Regions from separate parts of the Mus musculus genome. Here region 1 is linked to region 2. Evidence: chromatin contacts called from public HiChIP or PLAC-seq data. All regions are on one chromosome and are shown on one strand. Each heading gives the region's core, a stretch centred on a gene start, on an enhancer-like site or on the middle of the called end of the contact. The rest is flanking DNA. Distances are from core to core; before and after follow the strand shown. Region 1 overlaps Mybphl (myosin binding protein H-like). Region 2 overlaps Elapor1 (endosome-lysosome associated apoptosis and autophagy regulator 1).

The links. HiChIP or PLAC-seq counts read pairs in DNA pulled down with a chosen protein or histone mark.
Region 1: an HNF4G HiChIP or PLAC-seq map of pancreatic cancer cells shows a contact between it and region 2. The contact joins two enhancer-like sites. A contact is called at or near these places in 5 of 39 promoter capture datasets (embryonic stem cells, hematopoietic stem and progenitor cells, macrophages and 2 more), 2 of 115 datasets of contacts at active chromatin or transcription factors (embryonic stem cells and pancreatic cancer cells) and 3 of 9 other capture datasets (adipose tissue, liver and pancreatic islet).

What each region holds. Positions count from the first base shown.
Region 1 is chr3:108,371,060-108,374,685 of GRCm38.p6, forward strand. Mybphl (myosin binding protein H-like) reads left to right here. Exons shown (of 9, transcript NM_026831.1): 2 at 3,059-3,147. Among named protein-coding and RNA genes, the nearest start is that of Mybphl, 8.0 kb to the left of the region's middle. Within about 2 kb of position 1,457, at least 26 of the 459 cell types and tissues checked have an H3K27ac peak or open chromatin away from gene starts, as enhancers often do. A contact at or near this core is called in pancreatic cancer cells, where this site is marked.
Region 2 is chr3:108,467,319-108,471,170 of GRCm38.p6, forward strand. It overlaps Elapor1 (endosome-lysosome associated apoptosis and autophagy regulator 1), which reads right to left. Exons shown (of 22, transcript NM_001346518.1): 12 at 2,584-2,689; 13 at 2,210-2,347; 14 at 435-698. Among named protein-coding and RNA genes, the nearest start is that of Sars, 24 kb to the left of the region's middle. Within about 2 kb of position 2,048, at least 6 of the 459 cell types and tissues checked have an H3K27ac peak or open chromatin away from gene starts, as enhancers often do. A contact at or near this core is called in pancreatic cancer cells, where this site is marked.

The DNA of each region.
Region 1 (3,626 bases), core at 207-2,706, 97 kb before region 2:
GAGAGAAAGTGTCGAGAACCCAGCTCAGAAGTCTCTGTTTCTCAAAGGACATTTCAAACTGTTCCACCCCCAGCCCCTGTCAGGCCTGTGGTCGTCAGTCCTGGCCTAAGAACATTGAGGCTGTGCTCCCTGACATCAGAGCAGGAAAAGCCCTTGGGTGTGATGGGGAAGTCTCCCCAAGGTCAGTCCAATTTACACCTCACTTGACAGGAGGTGCAAAGAGAGAGGCCTCCAAGGAGCCCTCAGTTACCATTCTGAGCAAAGGGTCAGATTGCTGACCAGGTTGAATGTGGGAGGTGACAGAACTCAGTGCTGACAAGGCACCTCTAGCTGCCAGACCCTCTTTCCTGACTGGCATGTGGTTACTCTCAAGGCCATCTGTGGCTCTCCCCTGGGGCGTCTCTTCATCCCTCCGAGAATCAGGGACACCCTTGCGACTTCAATATGATCATCTTGTCAGGGGCTTCTTATACATAAAGAGCATCAGGGAGCCCTGCAGGGAAGGAGACCCTCCTCAACCTCACCATCTCCACTGTGGCCTCTCCTCCGGCTGCCCCAGTGGACTCCCCAATAACCTCAAAGGCTGCGTCACAAATCCCCCCAGCTCTGCACACCCAAGCTTTTGCTCCTGTCATTTTTCTCTCTAATGTGGGTGAAGGAAAGCTAACTTTTTCTAAGATGTATTTTTAAGAAATAAGAAATGCTGGGTGGAAACAGATATCAGCTCACATCAATCAGAAGAAGTACAGACACTGAAGCCTAGCCTAGGGCTAGTTAGTGCATCTCCCAGCATGAAGCCTGGTTCTGTCCCCTCAACTCAGCCTTTCTTGGTCGTTGAGCTTAGCCTTCTGCCTTCTTTCCTCCTCCTCCTCCTCCTCCCCCTCCCCCTCTCCTCCCCCTCCCCCTCCCCCTCCTCGTGACAGGTCATACCAGGCCAGACTCTGACTCCTGGGTCTAGGAAGATACTGATGAGGGTGGGAGGCTGGATGGATGAGCCATGCTTCAGAAACAGGTCCTTTGGATATCTGATCTCAGCTAGGGGTGCAAGAGTCCTGCGTGCCAGGCACAACTCCACACCTCGCCTGGAGATCAGCAAATCAATGTCTCTCCGAGCCCCCCCCCCCCCCCGCCTCCAGTTGGCTTCCCTTTCCGAGTGTTCACTGAGATCCGTCTTACTCCACTACTCCGTAGATAGCACAGGGACAGAGGAGCCCATTCTTTGGCAAGTGTGAAAGGTTATTCCCTTGCCCAACAATGAACAACCAAGACCAACAAGATGAAGTTTTTTGACCTTCATTTCCAACCACTTCCCTCCTTAAAAAAAAATCCCTCACATCCGCCTGTGTTCAACCCCTTGGTTGCTTGCCAAGATGGCCACGGGAAAGGAGAGCATCATACAACACTCCATTGTTGCCACCCCACCCCCTGCCACCAAGGTCAGCAGAGAGCAGAGAGAGCAGGGTCACTGGGCAGCTTGGGTGCCTTGCCTGCCCTGTTCTTACTGAGAACACTAATGCTTCCAAAGGTACAGACCAGCCCAGGTCCAACACAGCTGAGCAAAACAAAATAGCAAAGCCAGATAAAGGAGGTGGCCGGCAAGCACTGTGCACTCTCATTAACTTCTAAGACCACAGTGGTTTGAGATCGTAATGGGAGGAAGGGGGTAGTCTGCAAAGTGGGGCCTAAGAGGAACACAGTAGGACCTCTGTCTATTCTCTCTCAACTGCCATCCTGTAAAGGGTTGCTTTATACAATGTATGTATTTAAGCTGTTCAATCTATAAGTAAACATACTTGTGGTGAACGCACAGGAACGTACTCTTCAGGGAAATGTGTATTATCAGGAAGCTTGAAATGCCCTGTCAGGCACTCATGCTGTTAGCCACAGGAATGTACCAGGGGTGGAATGTCTTCAACTGCAAGGAATACATTTTGGCAGGAAGTCTTGGGTTGCTGGTGGGAACCTAGGTGCTGTCACATTCTTCTTGAGATAAAAAAGTGGCAGGGGCTGCCTTTGAGGAAGGAGGAAAGAGCAGCCCTGGTAGGTAGAAAAATGGTCCCCAAGTGAACTAGGAGGGATGTCTGCTCTTCCACAACCAAGGTAGCCCACAGATCCTCTTGAGAGCAGAATACCCAGGCTCCTAACCCTTGAGCATCTCTTGCCTGTATCCTGAGAGCAACAAAGATACCCAATTCCCTAGTGCGTATGTGCCTGGAGGTCAAGGACAAGTCACAGACTGCCCCATACTCCCCAGACTCTACTTGTAGGAAGTGATCTATTACAGATGATAATGCCACACTGTAGGGATCAGGGTGGCCATGCAGAAGTAGGGACCCAGACACTGGCTTCCTCTGGGATGACTCTGTAGTGCCTTTGTGTGAGGACAGGATGTTGACTCTTGCAGGGCAGAAAGCCTTCTCTGGAGGTCTGTACCCGACCAGGAGGTCAGATTCACTCAGACAGCAATGTTATTACGGACCCAGCAACAAAACAAAACAAACAAACAAACAAAAAACATCACTGGAAAGACAAGCTGTGAAGATTGGTCTACTCACAGAGAGGAACAAAACTCAAATGGGTGGAAAGCTGAGTACTTGAGAGTTACAATCAAAAGAAGTATCAGTCTACGAGCCCAGGTTTTGGGGGAGGCAAGGGTTGTTGAGTGGGACAAAGCCTCACTGTGCAGCACATCCTGCCTCCCTGCCTAGGTGGCGAGATTAGAGGCAGTCACCACCATACCCAGCTCCCATGCTCTTTCTGGAGATCTCAGCCTTTCTGGGGGCTCCTTCAGCCAACTGCTCCTCGAAGCCCAGCACCATGGGAAGGGCATGGGTGTATGGTTTAATAGTAGGTCACTAGAGTGACTGAGACTGCTGCTTTTGATCCCTGCTATAATGGAAAGATCTAGGAATATTCTATATGATAAGGGCTTAATCTGGTGGCCACTGCCCACAGAGTACTACTGGGCACAGTACTCACTTCTTCCATGTATTCATTTCCATCCTCTCTCTCTCTCTCTCTCTCTCTCTCTCTCTCTCTCTCTCTCTCTCTCTCTCAGAGCACCCCAAGATCTGGCTACCTCGGGCCCTGAAGCAGACTTACATCCGGAAGGCTGGGGAGACAGTGAATCTACTAATCCCGATCCAGGTGATCACACCAGCCCCATGTTGGCACCAAGTTAAGGTTTTGACTTTGAAATAACCTAGGAGTGAGGCAGTCTTCCTGGCCTTGAATGAGGATCCACAGATCACCACCATTCCATGCTCCCAAGGTTGGGTTTGGCTAGGACAGGTGTGTCCTATGAGAGGAGGTAATGCCAAAGCAGGCTCTACAGTCTGCAGAGGTCTGGAGACCCTCAATTTTAGAGGGGGTCTTAGGAATTGGGGCAACTACTCAGCTACCCTGAGTATCCATGACTAACACTCTCAGAGGGTGAAAGTCTCAAAAGCCATCCCCCTGTCTCTTGAGTATACACTGAAAGGCAGGAGCTTCCTGGAGGAGTCTACCAAAAAACTCTCTAGCTCAAGGAATGTCAAGATATCCCATGGATTTGGGGTAGACTGACAGAAATGAGAGGAGAAGGGGGGGGGTGTGAGCATCTTGGGGATGCTTAATCTTATCTCCAC
Region 2 (3,852 bases), core at 798-3,297:
CTTGGGGGCAGTGTCACTGTTGGGCCACACTAGATTCTTCTATCCGTAGAGCTGAGAAGCCCCTTGGATGGATGGCAGCAATGCTGATTAACTGTAGGTACCAGCAAAGGTTGGCTCACCTTCCTAAAACAGAGGGGGCAGATTACTGTGCTAATGAGCTAAACATGGGCCACAGACCCCCACTACTTCTTCCCTTCAGGTCTTTGCACAGATGCCAAACCTCTGGACCACAGGGTCACTGATCTCCACCAACTGAAAATGTGACTTGCCTGCTACAGAGGGAAGACAAGACCTCCTGCTATGGACTCACCACCCACAGACACCTCCTGGTTAGTGTCCTCCACAACAACCTGAGTGTGGGGCTGGGGGTGGGGGTGTTTAAGGGGGGCCATATGGGTTTCAGCCCCTGGAGAATTCCACTTAGAACCCGGCACCTTGTTATTCTTGGTCCCTGGACCACAGGGCACACAGGCCTGTGCACCGTAAGGCTGGTGAGCTTTCAGGATGGTGTTAGAGGGACAGAGGTGGCAGGTCCCAGAATCCCGGTTGATGTAATGGCCAGCAGGACAAGAGGTGCAGGAGGAGCCCAAATCAGAGGCTTCTAGGGCACAGGGACGGCAGTAGGAGGCCACGCCCCCCATGACGTTGGTGACATTGATTGAGTAGATCTTGGCGACATCATTAGTATACTTCCTGCCCTGGAGATGAGGGAACAAAAGCAGAGAAAGGAGAGGCCTGAAGCAGCAGCAGCCATAGGAAGAGCAGAGTTTATTTTCACTTTACTTGTGCATGTACACGTGTGTACGTGTGTACATGTGTATATGTGTATGTGAATGTACATGCACATATGTAAGTATGCATGTAGAAGCCAGATGTGGATATCAGACGTTCCTTTCATCACTCTCCATCTCATTTTTTGAGACAGGGTCTCTCACTGAACTAATTGTCTCATGTCCTGGCTTTTACATGGATGCTAGAGATCAAACCCAGGTCCTCGGGCTCCATGGCAACAGCTGGTACTGACTGAACCACTAGAAGCATCTTTCTCACTTTATTTCATGGTGGCTCTTTGTATGAAAATTAAAGATGAACGATACTAAAAATAGAGAGCTAGGTGGTGGTGGTGTGCACCTTTAATCCCAGCCCTTGGGAGGCAGAGGCAGGTGGAGCTCTACACAGAGAAACCCTGTCTCAAAAAACCAAAAGTTAAGTAAATAAGTAAGTAAGTAAATAAATAAATAGTTTAACTTTAAAAAGAACAATGGCTTTTAAGGTATATTTTGTGTAATTAACAAGACTAACCCATTTTAAGTTCCATGTTATGCGCCATGGGGAATTTATAGGAAATTCTAATATATGGGGGGGGGTCTTTGTCAAAGAAAAAAGAAAAAAAATCCACGTACTTAAAAAGAAATCAAAATTAGGACTGGGTGTGGTCTTACTACCCTAGAATCCCAGCACTCAGGGGCAGAGGCAGGAGGATCGCAAGGTGGAAGACAACCAGCCTGGATTAGAATGGCCTGTCTCTAAAAGCCAGGGACTGAGGAGTGGGGATGAAAATATAGACTTAGTATACATAAGGGATGCAGAGAGGGGCAGAGATAGACATAGAAACAAAGAATGCACACTCTCCAAGATAGTAATTGGGTTATCTCTGGGTAACAGGTTTATGGGTGATTTGGTTTTTTGTTTGTTTGTTTGTTGAGACAGGGCCCACTTTACAGCCCAGGTTGATTTGTTTTCTGCAGTACATCTGTTTGGTTTTGTTTTTTTTTTTTTGTTTTTTTTTTGTTTTTTGAGTTAAGAAAATAAAGCAAAGCTTTTCATCTTAGCTCTGGGAAAGCTAAGGCATGAGGATTACAGGTTCTAGGTCAGCCTGGGTTACAGACCAAGACCCTGTCTCAAAAATGAAAGAAAAACAGAGTGATTATTTTTAAAAATAGCTATATGTCTGGCTTCACTTGTGGTAGAGACTGTAAGGGGAAGTCATTTAGAAAAGGCTCAAGCCCTCAGAGGCCATGCTTAGCATTCCTGCTTGGCTCCTGCAGATTATGAACTCAGAAGCCAGCATGAGCTCACAGCAGGAGCCCTGTGGTCACAGTCTGCACCAGGGACAGGAGGGACAGGAGGGACAGGAGGGACGGGAGGGAGGGGAGGGAAGGGAGGGATGGGAGGGACGGGAGGGACGGGAGGGAGGGGAGGGACTCACTGTTTCATGAAGGGTGGTCCTCTGGAAGGCCCATGTGAAGCTCACAGTAGCATTCTCTTCGATGGTGTAGGTATAGGACTGCTTGCCTTTGGTGCCCTTCCACGTCTCCACAGGAGTATTGGTCCTGGAATTCATGCCCTGAGCCCAGGGGAGGCAAGTGAGGAAGGCGGGATTGCTTCGTGAGGCAATCACTATGCTGTGGGCTAACACACTGGTCAGACCTGTGTTAAGTACTAGGGAGTCCCTGGCAGTCCCTCTAGGCTCTTGATCCGTGGGATCACCATGATGGGTGTCCAGTATACTGCCTCACTGCTGGGCCATGCTGGACCAACCCTCCCATGGAAGCCCCCATCTGGCTAGGAGAAGAAACCTACCACCATGAAGTAGAGCTCACAGTTCACAGAGCAGATGGTCTCGAAGACAAATGTGATCCTGGCCACCTCTTTGTTCTCTGTGTCTGCCACCACTGACTGTGGAGGTCTGTGAGAGAAACACTGAAAGTCATCTCAGAGGCCAGGAAGTGCAATTCGGAGGGTCTAGACAACAGAAAGGGTTAGCTGTGGGTTTGGGGGACCTAGATAAGGCGTTTGTTGGAAAGAAGTGGGAACTAAGTCCAATTACGCCACCCAAGCTATATGACCTTGACCTAGCTCCGTCAGCTACCGAGTGGAGGTGATAAATGTCTTCTTTATCTCTCATTATAGTATTGATATCCACCAGTACACCATGTGTGAGTGTGCTTTATAACAGGGACAGGTCTGCTCAATCTTCTGGCCTAATCTTCAGCTGGTAAAAATGAACTAACTGTATATGAGCTGGAGCGATGGCTCAGTGGTTTAGAGCTGTTGCTGCTCTTGCCAAGGACCCAGGTTCAATTCCCAGAACCTATATGGTGGCTCACAACCATACATAGCTCCAGTCCCAAGGGATCCAATAGGCACACACACGGTGCATATACATATCCATGTAAAACATGCATACTCACAAAGTAAAAGAAATAAGTCTAATAAATAAATGCACAAAAAGTGAAATGCAAAGGGGACTGTGGCCCTGTTTTTACGTCTCTTTTTAACTCTCTCGGCTAGTGTGGAGAGGAAGGATTCAAGCGGCCTGTCAGAAGCCAGCAGGGGCAATACTGTGTGAGCGGAATATTTAGTTATTTTTCTCATTGCTGTGACAAAATGCCTGATGAAAAGCAACTTAAGAAGAAGGGTTTGTTTATTTGGCTCATGGGCTGAGGGGTAAAGCCCACTTGCTGGGGAAGTGTGGCCTCTGGAGCATGAGGTGGCTCAAAATCCAAGATAGATCTTTCTCCTTAGTCAGTCCTCTCTGGTAATGCCCTTCCTGACATACCTAGAGATATGTCTCCTGGGTGATTTCAAATCTCATCAAGTTGACATTCAAACTAATCTACCCTGGGGTGTGGAGTGGGGGATGGGGGCAGGGCTCCGGAGAGACTGCTCAGAGATTGGGGACACTGGCTGGCTGCTCTTGCAGAGTACTGGGATTTGATTCCTAGCACCCACATGGTGGCTTGCAGTTACCTGTAACTCCAGTTCTAGGGAATTCAGTGTCCTCTTCTGGTCTCTCATGGGGGCACATACATACATTTGAGCAAACACTCATACACACACAAAATAAAA